Linked DNA regions of Mus musculus: region 2 is linked to region 1. Evidence: chromatin contacts called from public HiChIP or PLAC-seq data. All regions are on one chromosome and are shown on one strand. The core of a region is the stretch at or near the end of the contact, and the rest is flanking DNA. Distances in the headings are between cores, read along the strand shown.

Evidence for each region. HiChIP or PLAC-seq counts read pairs in DNA pulled down with a chosen protein or histone mark.
Region 2: a contact with region 1 is called in a FOXA1 HiChIP or PLAC-seq map of pancreatic cancer cells. The contact joins the enhancer-like site here to the promoter of Lsg1 in region 1. A contact is called at or near these places in 18 of 39 promoter capture datasets (3T3-L1-derived adipocytes, the C10 cell line, the HPC-7 cell line and 9 more), 3 of 15 datasets of contacts at CTCF or cohesin (embryonic stem cells, large pre-B cells and stem cell-derived epiblast-like cells), 28 of 484 Hi-C or Micro-C datasets (B cells, adipose-derived mesenchymal stem cells, bone marrow-derived macrophages and 16 more), 25 of 115 datasets of contacts at active chromatin or transcription factors (the 230-238 cell line, the SCID.adh cell line, acute myeloid leukemia and 14 more) and 3 of 9 other capture datasets (adipose tissue, embryonic stem cells and pancreatic islet).

What each region holds. Positions count from the first base shown.
Region 1 is chr16:30,581,730-30,588,975 of GRCm38.p6, reverse strand. Lsg1 (large 60S subunit nuclear export GTPase 1) reads left to right here and starts at 1,387. Exons shown (of 14, transcript NM_178069.5): 1 at 1,387-1,538; 2 at 3,296-3,422; 3 at 6,325-6,445; 4 at 6,834-6,920. The coding sequence starts at 1,440.
Region 2 is chr16:30,757,033-30,763,651 of GRCm38.p6, reverse strand. No RefSeq gene overlaps it. Among named protein-coding and RNA genes, the nearest start is that of Gm33502, 33 kb to the left of the region's middle. Within about 2 kb of position 5,156, at least 11 of the 459 cell types and tissues checked have an H3K27ac peak or open chromatin away from gene starts, as enhancers often do. A contact at or near this core is called in pancreatic cancer cells, where this site is marked.

The sequences.
Region 1 (7,246 bases), core at 138-2,637:
AGTCCACTGCAGCGTCTTCATCGGCACCAGAAAAGAACGGGCTGGGCTGCTCTTGTTACTTGTTACCTGGAAACGTGTTACACACACACACACACACAGCACCCAGAACTTATGAATCAGTCATTCTGTTAAGGTTATTCCTGGGAAATTTCTGTACACATTAAAGTTAGAAAAGTTAACAGACTAGGTGCCTTCCTGATGTTTTTCGTAATTATTTTAACTGACAAGTAAAAATATTGTGGGCATGCATGTGTGTGTGTGCGCGTGCGTATACATAGATACACATATATGTGTATATATACATGTTTATGTGCCACTTAGTTATAATATTTTATTATACATAGATTAATCAAACAAGTTAGCAACAATGACCGAGTACTCTCAATAATAATGGAAGTGTAACAAGACTCCTAACTCATAGCATGTCTTTGATCTATAGCCGGTGAAAACTACTTCCATGGCTAAGCAGCATGTTACCGTGGTCTCCCCAATGAGGATGTTATTCAACACAGTCGATTATAAACTGATTTCTTTTTTCTTTTTTAGAAAGGGTCTCACTGTGTAGCCCTGACTGTCCTGGAGCTCTCTTTGTGGAGATCTGCCATCCAGTATCCCAAGTGCTAGGATTAAAGGTGTGTGTCACCACGCCTGGCTTAAATTGACTTTTTATATATACACATTACGAGGAAAGCCGATGATTGGTTTGGGGCATTGAATATCTATTAGTGGAGCCAGATCACTATTTTCGCTTTAACTTTAATTATAAAAAATGTTGATACAATGCTCACTGGAACATGTGAACTTTTTTTTTTCTGCTCCAGAAAGCAGAAGCGCAACGCCGCCGGCTTTCACTTTCTAGTTCTGAAAATGCTTTTTAACTGCCCATTCTAAACTCTCACCCATGTGTGAATTTTTCTCCCTGCTCCGCAACTAGTGAATACTAGGAAAACAAAAATCGATTTAATTGCTGAGCAGAAAAACCAGCATCGGGAACCTTCTGCCACCTAGAGCCACAGAAGCACTCTTCTTTCACCGGAGTCCCCTCCTCTTCCTGACGGAAGCCGCGGGGAAGATGGAGTTAGTCCCGTGAACTTGAGCGGACATATTTTCCAGTTGTCCCAATTTCCCGCCGGACTTTAAACAGTGGAGTACAAGTCTGGAATGTACCATTCTCTTAAATCGGTCAGTGTATCAAAATGGAAACAGTCGTAGGAGTAGCCATAAGGAATCACCGAGAAAAAAATTTTACATTTCTTCTCTATAATATTGTCAAACTTGGGATCTACCAAAATCATTCTGAAACAAGTCATTCAATACCCCGCTGTTACACTTCCGGACTGGACAACTTAGGCTCGCTCTTACATCACTTCCGGGTTCACAGCCGGAGAAACCGGAAGCCTCGCGTGCTGAGCAGTGGTTTGTGCTGTTGATGCGTGGTTATGGGTCGGAGACGAGCGCCGGGTGGTGGGTCCCTGGGCCGAGTACTTATCCGGCAGCAGACTCAGCGAAGCCGCAGCCACCGTCATACTGACTCCTGGGTAAGGAAATCTGTGCTCTCCATAGTCTTTCTGTCTTGTTCTGAGTGCCTCCATGCTACAAAAGTTGGAGCCAGAAGTCGCGCCTGAACAGGGTTTGGAAGCAGACCCCAGCAGGGCGCAGAGAGGCTTGATACAGGACTAGTGTGTAATGAAAATGGGAAGAACCCATCGTGTTGGAATGTTTCACTGTGTTTGAGTTATGCTCTAGAAGCCACGGGCGCTCTTGGATATTTCTATAAAGAAGATAACTTGTTATCGTAAAATTTTGAAACAAAGTCTCCGTATGCAGCCAAGTTTGGCTCAGGACTGCCTTCCTCGTGCCTGTGCCTGGAGAGTTCTGGGTTTACAAGCCGTGGCCACCATGCTTGGATCTTTTAAACTTTCCGATTTTAGTTGCCCAGAGAATCGATCCTCTAGAGATGGTTCCGTTAGAGGCGATCTCTGCTTTGCCTTGTTTTGCCCCCTTGGGGTTTATCGTAAGAAATTGACATTGTCTCTAGAAGCTTAGGGAAGATCGTGGTAGCCTTAAAAAGTAAATGAAGTATAGAAATTAATCCCAGCAGAGTATTTGAGGACATTCCGAGTCCTCACTAAAATCCTGTGCTGAAGTTGTCCCTGGTGCGTGTCCGTTACATCGTCCCATTTCCAAACTCTGAGGAAGACACACATGCTTCTTTCTCAGTGTTCAAGTCTGGACTTTTGATACTACTCTCAATGTACTGGCCTTCGGGAAATAGTGGAGAGGTTTAATTTTAATCTAAAGAAATTCTAACTCATATCCTGATATTTGTTAATCCTAAGCTTTTAATCCTTAATTTCGTTTAAAAAAAAAAAAACTATGTTTGTATCTGTAGTAAGCATATAACTTGGGATGGTATATATCAAACTCAGGGTTGTTTTGGTTTTTTGGGTTTTTTTGTTTGTTTTTTGTTTTGTTTTGTTTTTTTTTGCAAGACAGGGTTTCTCTGTGTAGCCCTGGCTGTCCTAGAACTCACTCTGTAGACCAGGCTGGCCTCGAACTCAGAAGTCCGCCTGACTCTGCCTCCCAAGTGCTGGGATTAAAGGCGTGCGCCACCACCGCCTGTCCAAACTCAGGGTTGTATGAGAAATCAATTAGCAGGTAGCTCTTTTTTTAATGGTCATTCCAGGCAAGTCAGTCTCCCAGCCCTTGGGATTTGGGGCAGAGGAGACTAAGGGGAGTGGGGAAACAGATCTCTACACAGTTCACGATGGCCCTTAAACTTGTGGTCTCTGAGACTCCTGCTCCTTTGATGACAGCATGCACCACCACACTTGGCTTTAAAATATTCTCTCTCATAGATCCCTATGAAATATTTTTAATTGGCCAGCCGAGTCAAGACAGTCTGGGTTCTAGTTCTTCATCAGTACTTAGTTTGGAACAATAGGTAAATTATTTTACCTATTTAAACCTCAGTTTCCTTGATAGTAAAATGAGGACACAATAAAATTCGCTTCAATAAAGGGGGCGTGCCCTTGCTGAGGTAAGAAACTGTTCATTTAAATATTTGATCTTGTTTTTTTGCGTTGTTGGATATCGACACTGTTGACAGCAACGGGCAAGTGTTCTGCTGAGCTGTGCCCCCATCTTAGCTAGGATTAGGTATTGCCTGTGTACATTCTAGAAGAGTCCAGCCACTTTGAGAACATAGGCCAGTACAAGCAACGGTAGAGCTGTGTGGATGCGAAGAGCTTCCACAAGAGAGCTGCCTCACTCTTCACTCTGGGTTTATTCACAGCTGCATACAAGTGAACTCAATGATGGCTATGACTGGGGTCGTCTGAATCTTCAGTCTGTGACAGAGCAGAGCTCCCTGGAGGACTTTCTTGCAACTGCAGAACTTGCAGGGACCGAGTTTGTGGCTGGTGAGTTGTTTATTACCTAGTGCCTGTGACACTGGTCACACTGCCGTCTTGCCTACTTCATATGAATCCAAAAAGCAGTATGGGAAAGTTCCATGAGTGTAAGGCAAAGACCACACTGGTTTTTAAATTCAGCTCTAAAGAACGCTTCAGATGTCAGGCATGGTGGTACATGCCTTTAATCCCAGCACTGTGGAAGCGGAAGCAGATGGATCCTCTATGAATTCCAGGCCAGCCTGGTCTACATCCATTCCAGGCCAGCCAAGGTTACATAGTGAGACCCTGGCTTAAACACAGAACAAAGGTTGTATTTCATCATTGAGTTCAAAACATCCTTGCTGCTGTCTGGCACTTTGTGTTTAGTCACTGTTGTAAGTGTGTTCTAAGAACTCAGATGCTGACAGATGCTGGTATGTTATTTCTCTTACTAGTATAAATGTCATGCTTAGAAAGTCATTCATTCATTTGTTCCAAATACTTTTATTTAGAACCAGTTACTCTCATACATTGTGCTGGCTACTCATAGAATGTTCAAAGATGCATTTTATTAATTTTTAAAATATTCTCTTACATGTTTTGAAGGAAGTCTAAGAAACAGTGGACCTAAGCAGGCTCATAGTAGTTTCTGTATGACAAGATTGGGTGATGAGTAGGTGATTGGACAGAGACAGCTGTTCATAGTGGCGCACACTTATGATCCCAGCACCTGTGCAGCACCTGCCATAGTTTGAGGCTAGCCTGGGCTACAAATAATCCCCAGCTTAGGCTAAGTTGCAAAGCCCTCTCTCCACACAAAAAAGACACACAGGCAGGCAGAGACATCCAGACACAATGTGAAATGGCAGCCTTCTTTGTTCAGAAAATTGTCACAAGTTTGGTTGTGCTGGTGCAGTTTAGTTGGACAGGCTGTAATGAGCACAGACACTGAGGGATGGGCAAGGGCCATATTCCCAGGAGGAGAAAAGGGAAGGCTAAGTATGGTGGCCCATGCCTTTCACCTCAGTGCAGAAGGCAGAGGTGGGTGAATGTCAGGGAATTTGAAACTAGCCTGGTCTACAAGTGAGGCCTTGTCTTTTTTATTTTTATTTTTTTACACTCCAGACTTTATTTTCCTCCCGGTCCACCCTCTGACTGTTCCACATCCCACATCTCCCCTCACCACACACACACACACACACATACACCTCCAAGAGGATGTCTCCACACCTCCACCCCACCAAACCTCCCTACTTGGGGTCCCAAGTCTCTCAAGGGTTAGGTGCATCTTCTCTGACTGAGTCCAGACCCAGCAGTCCTCTGCTGTATATGTGTTGGGGGCCTCATATCAGCTGGTGTATGCTTCCTGGTTGGTGGCTCAGTGTCTGAGAGATTCCGGGGGTCCAGGTTAACTGAGACTCCTGGTCTTCCTATAGGGTCGCCCACCTCAGCTTCTTCCAGCTTTTCCCTAACTCATCCACAGGGGTCAGTAGCTTTTGTTCATTGATTGGGTGTAAATATCTGCATCTGACTCTTTCAGCTGCTTATTGGGCCTTTCGGAGGGCAGGCATGATAGGTCCCAGTTGCCCTGTATGCAGTGGAGCTCCTGGGATGCCTTCAGGCCGCGGTGTCTTCAGGGGAGCAGGAAAGCTATCGATCTGCCCTGACAGAAGGCACTAGCCAAAGGGCAAGGCCTTGTCTTTCAAGGGGTAGGAGATTAAAGGTTCGCTACAGGTTTTTAGGCAAGTAATGACATAGTTTCAGATTTCATTTTCTGGTAGGTTTTGTTTGGGGGAAGTGTTTTGACTTAGGAATTTTTGGTTTGGGGGGGTAGTCATGCTACCCACCTCTATGAAGTTACAGTAGACAGTCTACTTTAATATATACACACAGTATACTGGAAGTGACTTTCAAGCTGACTGATCGGCCCATCACTGCACATGGTTCTTTTGTGTGTAGTAAGATTATTCACAGTCCACTCTCTTGGTAAATTTCAAGTGGACGTCCAGCATTCCTTGGTAAGGTCACCATGTTGGTCATTAGCTGTCTAGAACTCCTTCTCAAGCCTCATTGAAACCTTGTACTCCTATTGGCCTTCATCCTATTTCTTCCTCTAACACATTCATTCTCTGCTTCTACAGGCTCCACCTTTTCAATTATATATACTAGTGAGGTCACATTAGCCAGTCTTAGCTACTTCGTGGGTTCCTCATTTTCCCACCCTTTATCCCCCCCCCCCCCCAGCCCTCTTTCACCACCCACCACTAAATAAGAGAGAAAGGGGAGAGAAATCTGAATCTAATTTTTTCTTATCTCTTCTATGAGCACAATTACTAACAAACCACAACCAATCCCTCTGAATGACCAACAGCCATCAATCCGACCTATCAGGGCTCTAGCATTTATATACCCTTTGAAAAATTCCCAGAATTCCAAACATCACACAATCACAGAAACTGCAGCTGGCAAAAGTCACATCTGCTAGAGCACGAGGCAGATCATAGTCAGCTGCGGGGCTCCAAATCCCTCCACCTGGGATTAAAACGAAAACATATCTTATTTCTACCTTTTTAAAAAGAAACCAAAAGCCAGGCAGTGGGTGTGCACGCCTTTAATCTTTAATCCCAGCACTTGGGAGGCAGAGGCAGATGGATTTCTGAGTTTGTCAGCCAGGGCTATACAAGGAAACCCTGTCTCCAAAAAAAACCCCAAAATTCCAGATTTGTCACCACAGGTCCTGAACTCCTGACCCTCCTGCCTCTGTTCCCAAGTGCTGGGATCACAGATTTGTACCACTAAGCCCAGTTATAGGTACTAGGCATAGAACTTAAGGCTTTATGCTTGCTGGGCAGGCACTGTAGCAACTAAGTTACACCCTCGGCCTCTAAATTGCATTTTGACTAATAGTACTTTTCTTTCCTGTGAACAGAGAAGCTGAATATTAAGTTTGTACCCCCTGAGGCTAGAACCGGACTGCTGTCTTTTGAGGAGAGCCAGAGAATTAAGAAACTCCACGAAGAAAACAGACAGTTCTTGTGTATACCAAGGAGGTAAGTTTTAACAAGAATTTAGATCATTAGAAGACAGAATGAGGCTGGATTAAGAGTGGGTAAGAACACTGCTGCTCTTCCAAAGGACCAGATTCAGTTCCCAGTACCCATGTGGCATCTCACAGCTCTCTGTAATTCCAGTTCTGGGCATCCGGTGCCCTCTTCTGGCCTTCGCACACATGCACATGGTGCACAGACATACGTACCGGCAAAAACATTCATTCACATAAAATAATAAAGAGATTAAGAAGAACACGCAGCTACTGAGTATATTCTTAGTTCATTATTTTCCTGCTTCCTTCTCCTTTCCATTTGCTATTTACAGTCAGATTCTCTCATAGTTTGGTAGCTTATATATAAAGTTTCTTAGTTTCTATGATTGTTTCAGGCCAAATTGGGACAGAAAAACTAGCCCAGAAGAACTGAAACAAGCAGAGAAAGATAACTTCCTGAAATGGAGGCGCCAGCTTGTGCGGTGAGTGTTGGACTTGAGGATTTGCGGGAAGCCCGGCATGCAGGCGTTGAGGCTTGCACTGCCGTCTGCCCCCTGACGTTTTGATTCCTTTAAGAGAGATACAGAGAATGTGAACAAGCTCAGCAGGTTGACTGCAGCCAAGCTTGATCTGAGCTCAGTTCTCAGGACCCAGTGATGGAGGAGAGATGATTCCTCCAAGTTGTCCTCTGGCCTCTAAATATCCACACAGAATAACCAAGAAAATGCGATTGTAGGTGGGGAAGGGAGGTAGTGTTTGCCAGTGCATTTTGTTGTGCATATAGGGTGCAGTGAGCACAGAGGTGCTT
Region 2 (6,619 bases), core at 3,907-6,406, 170 kb before region 1:
TTATGAATTAATGCCTGGGCCATAAGCTTTGGCTTGTTCTCTAACTAACTCATAACTTATATTAACCCGTTTATGCTGTTCTATGTCTGCCGCAAGGCTAGTTACCTCTCTTCAGTTTCATACATCTAACTTTCTCTGAGTCCAGGCTGGGGAATCTTCCTGGGCCTGACTTTACTCCAGAGTTCCTCTCTCTCTCTCTCTGCCGGATGTCCCACCTTCTAATCCTGCCTCCGTTTATTGGGCATCAGAATGTTATTGACAGGTGATGTTTCCACACAGTACACGCGAGGTTATTCCTGCACAGAGAGAGAGGGAGACAGACAGTGCGAGACAGAGACACACACAGATATAATAAGTACCTACTGAAGATCTCCTTTGACTGAGGGAACAGGCTCTGTAAGGCAGCGTTGTAGAGAGATTTAGTAGCACGCGTCAGCCAGGAGCTTCTTGGCCAATCTGTGGGTATTTCAGACTAGCAGAGTATCTCTGAGCCACGCAGAGCAGGAAAGTAAGTGTGTCTGGCCACCCACCCCTGTCCCTGACATGTCTGGACTGGGAGCAAGCTTGGCAGAACTTAGAAAAGGGAGCCTCAGAGGATGTCACAGGATTGATTTAGGTGTCTTGTTCGCTCAGACAGAAGTCACTTGACATGAAGGCTCAGCCTTAGTCCTTTGTTTTCTTGATCTGTGTGCTTCTCGGATTGTTCCTAATCATGAATGATCATACGCCATGCCTGTTCTATGCTGGACAGCCTCATGAGCAGACATTAATACCCTCAATATACTCACAAGGGAACAGGGCCCCAGCCTAGCTGTGCCCTTTGCCCACACCCACACAGAGCCAGGTTCCTGAGGGATATTTGTCTCACGGCAATGCCCACATATTTTTCTCCACCCACAATATCTGCAAACATCACTCAGCATCTTAGGAGTTGAAACCAGGTCCCGTGTCCCCGAAAACCCAAAACTGTGAGGATTGACTAAATGTATTCATTCATTCATTCATTCATTCATCCTAAATAAATATTTTTCTGGACACTAATTAAATGCTGACACTTGGGCACACAGTCATTAAATCACTGAGAAATGAAAGAGGGACAGACAGGAAAAGGAGAAAACAGAGAGAGGAAGAAGCAAATAGGGCAGTGGGGCTCAGGGGAGGGGCTGGGTGGGGGAGGGGAGAGGGTAGGCAGGGGAAGCCACAGAAGGAGGCCAAGGCTGGGCTCCAGTTTTTGCAGAAATTTCCAGAGCCCCTAGGTAATGTGGGGTATGTAATTTTCATAAATTTAGTCAAGTATCCAAGCCATTCCCTTCCCTGGTGTGGCCTTTTGCATGGTTTAAATGAGTTCTGCCTAGAAGAAATGATGTTTTCCAGGAGGGACAAGTAGCTTTGCAAGATTAATGCACGAACCTTGTTCAGCACTTTACTGGATGCCAAGATACCAGCACAGCGAACATGGACTGATTGATTGGTTGGGGGTAGCAGAAAGAAATCTGAATTCAATTTTTTAAAATCCTGGGTTCTAGGCCTTGTTCTGCCGTAACTTATGGGGTGACTCTGCATCTGTCACTTCCTCCTCTGGGGCCTTGAAGCTGGTCATTATTCCAGGCTGAGGGAACAGAAAGAAATCACATTCTTATGATAGTTCAGTTTATCAGATACTTTCATGGAATTCCCCACTCTTAACACCCACAGCGATCTTTCCCATTTTGCAGATTAAATATTGAGACTCAGAGAGAGTATGACTAATCAGGGTCAGCCTGTTCCTACAGGGTTGGAGCTCAGGGGAAAAAAAAGGTGGCTCCAAAAATAAGAGAAAAATTCAGTGGTTTGCTTTTTCCCCCATAGTACTTGCCACTCTGTTTTTAGGAGCTATTTCTGTGGTACACAGATTCCCCTGATCAGGGACCTCACATGACTTAATTGGGAGGCAGGGAAGCTTGGGGTGGTCCCAGTGCCTGAGATTCTCATACTAATATGGACAATCCAGCCTTCGTGGGAATGGCGAGCAGAAGGAAGCCATCTAGAGGGAACAAGTTCTAACTCATGGAAGGAATAAAGTGGGACATCACCGGCTTTTAATGTGATCTTGGGTCACTGCAATAATTAAGTTTGGCAGAAGGGTGTGAAGCTGTAAACGCAGAGCCACTGAACGGCATGGGGGTGTGTTGTGTCTCTGAGGGTTTACTGAGGCTGGGAGGCTGCCTGCAGCACTGTGGAGATCAGCAGCTGCTGTGTGAGGCCCTGCCAGAGCTCCCCAAATGTGCTTGTCCAGTCTGTTTGTCTTTCTTTGCCAGATAGGTGCTGACTGGTGTCAGGAGAAGGGCCACCCACGTAGCCCTCCCCGATGTCTTGAGTATGCTAATAGTTCTGCAAGTTCATGCTCACGATGGCTTCACCAAGGTGGAGGGGGTATAGATGTAGGTACTGTTCCTCCCTCCAGTTATATGGTGATGGATTCTGGGAGAGGATCCAGAGGGAGGGATGCTCTCAATGAGTATGAACAGGGCAACTGGTCCACATGGAGAATGGGTGTGCACCTCTTAGTCCTGCGAGGCCACCAGAGAGCTGGGACACTCCTAAAGCTGTCAAACATGGCAGTTAACAGCACCAAGAGAGCTTCTCTGAGTTTGAGGTCTGGTCCTTTGAACTCAACATTATGTTTTGTTTTGTTTTGTTTTGTTTTGTTTTTTTGTTTTGTTTTGTTTTGCTTTGCTTTGTTTTATTAGTTACCTTTCTTGTCACTGTGCCCTAATATCTGGTAGAAGCTGTTGTGTTGGAATCGAGGCTTGAGTCCGGACAGACTATTCCAGGCCAATGTGGTTCCATGTGGCAGAGGTTTATTGTGTGTGTGTGTGTGTGTGTGTGTTGGGGGTGGGGTGGGGGTGGTAGGGGTGAAGAGCAAGTAGCCCATGGGTGATGTCACTGGGTTCAGAGGGAGTCTCTTAAGCTGGTTCTTGATACCAACCAACAGAAGCAGCTTAACTCTGGCTCACAGTTCAAAGGATGCATCAGTCTATCACAGTAGAGAAGATACAGGGTAGATTTTAACATAGCGGCTTCTGAACATGACGGCCATCAGGAAGCAGTGAGCTAGAACCAGGAGGCTGGGCTACAACCCTGAAGACCTCACCTCATTGGCCCACATCCTCTTCAAGGTTCCACAACCTTACACATCAATACCACCACCTGAAGAACAAATGTTCAAACCCTTGGGCCTGTAGGGAACATACTGAACCGGAGACATTACAATTACAAAGGCTAAGGCTATAGAGAGTTTTTAATTTTGTGTTTTTGAGACAGGATCTCTCTACATGCCACTGTCCTGGAACTCAGTATGTAGAGCAGGCTGACCTCAATCTCACAGGAATCTACCTGCTTCTGCTTCCCCAGTGCTGACATTAAAGGCTTGTGCCACCAGGCTCGGCCCAAGATAATTGACTTCCAGACCTTTGCAGTTTTGTGAAACATCACACAGAACAATCCATGCTAGTGCTCAAGGGAAACGAGGAATCTACAAAGTTTATGGGTCCCAGGCAGTCTCAGAAGGAGCTGTCTGATATTAGGCTCAGAGGCCCCTGTTGCTCCAGGGTTTCGAGCTTTAAATGTATTCCAAGCTGAATAGCTCCAGGTCAGATTCCTCAAGAACAACATTAGGTGCTCTCTTGGAGGCCTCTGTTTGAACAAGCTCCCCGTTGTCACACACACACCCTTTTACATCTGCAGCCAGAGACAATGAGACCAACGCTTGCTGAGCAGGCCCTAGTACCAGTCTCCACGTGACCTGCTAAGTTCACAATGACCCCGTCTCATCAGCAATATGAAGTGTCTGCTGTTATCCACAGTTTACAGGTGGTCCACTCAAGAAGGTGGCAGAAAGCAATGGAGTCAGACGCTAACCCTGCTTGCTCAGCCAGCCTTCTGAGCCAGGTGTCCCAGACACTAGCTGCTCGGCTCTCACAGTCTCACAGGACTGGTTCTCCCTTGGCTCCAGGCAGAACAATCCCATTAGTGCCGTCTGAGGTGTGTGGCATTGCTGACACAGAATCTGGGCGAGTGAAACGAAACACTCAGCGTGTCCTAAACTTTGGGTTAGGCCCTTGTGACAGGTTTGATGACCACCTTCAGGAAGAGAAGGCCTAGGATCAAACCCTGCTAGAGAGCTACACAGTTTGGGGGCAATTTCACCTTTCTGAATGTTAGTCATATCTATAGAATGACTTTACTAATAGGACGAATTCTTCATAGTCATTGTGAGGACTGCGTGATGTAAGGAAAGCAGTAATTTCAGCATTACCACCCATCCTTCATAAAACTATGCTAAACACCCTGACACATCTTCTAACAGTAAAGCCTACAACTGTCTAAAACATACCGCATTCCCTCCTGACATTGTTTTCAGAGCATACCCACCTCTTCTTTTGAAAATAGGGCTGCATGTTCCACTTCCCAACACCAACCCCGTCGCTCCAAAACCCATAGCCTTGTTTTGGTGAGGTTGTTAGTCCTTCAGCAACCTTGAGCTACACCCTCTCCCAATTCACGAGACGTAGTAAGAGTGGAGGGAGAAATCTCCCATCTGTTCATTCATCCTGTGTTATTTAGAAAGCACTGTGTGTTTTACTGGCCGCTCAGCTCTCAGCGGCCATGGAGGGTCCAGCTGTGAGATTATGAAAGGTACAACATTGGTAAGAAAGAGTGCACAGACCCAGGGAAAGCCAGAAATGAGGCAAAGACATGAAAAATAGAGTCTCCAAGGAAGCGGGGCATCCGAAGGAAAGAGACGAGTCTTCTGGTTTAGCACTGTTACAGCTTGGCTGTTGACGATCTCCCAATGGCCCATGGGCCCATGTCTCCCACAGAGCGTATTTGTGAGCTTCTCTGTTCTTTTCCCACTTTGCTCCAACTTTTGATGTCACTGCCATGCTTGCCCCCAACTGTTATCTTGCATGGACCCAAAGCAATGGGGGCTGAGCACACAGAACTAGAACACTCAAAACTGGGAGCCGAGCAAACCATTTCTTTTATATAATGTTTTGGATCATTTTGTTATAGCGACAGGAAGCTGACTAACGTGGGCATGGAGAGGAATAGCAAACTGGACAACTGATTCAATCTTTCTGGAATCTAGAAAACTTCGTTAACCTTTGGACTAGTAGTCTTTAAAGAATGGGTGTGGTTTGGTGGCTCCAGGAAGAGAAAGGGAAAACCCACAGGACACAGTAAATATCTGTCCATCTGGTTGTAGCTTATTTGGTAGGCTGACAGGAAAATAATTCAGATGCTGCCAGAGTAGAAAAGACCTGGACATCAGGTGCTGTGGCACTTCATGGGATTCCAACACACGAGAGGAGAGAACCCGGCCCAGATGTGTCCTGTTAATTAGAGGAAGAAGAGACCAGAGGGAGGGGTGCTAGGGCAAAGGTCACTGATCAGCTGAGAGAGAAAAGGTTCAAAACTGGGTTCCCTACAAGAAATGGCTCAGTGAACCGCTTACAGACTGAGCTTCTGTGTTCCCAGCCAAGGTCTGCCGGCAGGTCCTCGCTCTATTTCTCAAGTCCAGTCTCAGAGCTGGGAAGGAAAGAGGCTAACAGGAGAACGAGATGGCCTCCTCTGTCTCCATCCAACATGATTGTGTTTGGCTTCCCACTGTGGGAGACAGGTGAGGATCACTACACAGTGGCCAGTAGTTGCCCTTCCCCCCCTCCCCCACTGCAACAAGCTACCCTGCCCCTCACCAGCTCCAGCCACATTCCCAGCATCAGGTGGGTTTCCTTTTGTAAAGCCTCACAGAGGCACTGGCTAATCAAATCAGTTATGTTTGCTTTGACTTCATAAATCTTCCCAGAGCAAATGATGCCAAAACAAAGAAACGGATCAATGGGGTAAAATAATGAAGTCCAACAACACAGAAGAATGTTCTTTGATTATGAAGGTGACTCTTGAAATCAGCCAAGAGGGGATGAATTCAGCCAGCAGGTCTGGAGGCAGATGGCTGCTTAGAAAAAAATAACGTCCCATTTGTCCCTCACGTTCTAGACCAACACTGATGCCAGGAGGTTCCAGGGTAGGATGCAAAAGCAGACATTGTTAGTGTGATGTGCAGCTAGGAAGCCTCACCTCTCTTCCCGTGACACCAAGGCGGTTAACAAAGAGACGGATAAATTTGTACAAACACTAAGAGCTCTGTATTCCCAAATTCTACAACCATTTCCCTTCCTTGGGTGTTCCTGGAAGGGAAGAGAAGCCACCTCTAATCATCTCAACAACGGGATGAAGCCATGAGAGAAGCAAACGAAGGGAACTCATTAGGGGCATGTTATGATGTCAGCTGTGCCACAGGCTACAATGAGAAGCTGTGAGGGAAGAGACCCCAAGAACCATTGCCAAGAGAGCCATGCTCACCCCCCACCCCCACTCCTCAGCAAGGGCTTCCATGTCTGGGGAGGAGTCTAGAGACTCCTGCTAGTTTCCCCACTCCTTGGTCCAGTAGTAGAATGTACTAGCTACTTAGGGGAAGGAAACAAAGATCTGTCAGGTTGCTTGCTTAAAGCTTAGAGCTGATGCTCTATCTGGCCAGAAGGAAGGGATCTCCCCCTCCTTTTAGACAGGGTACATA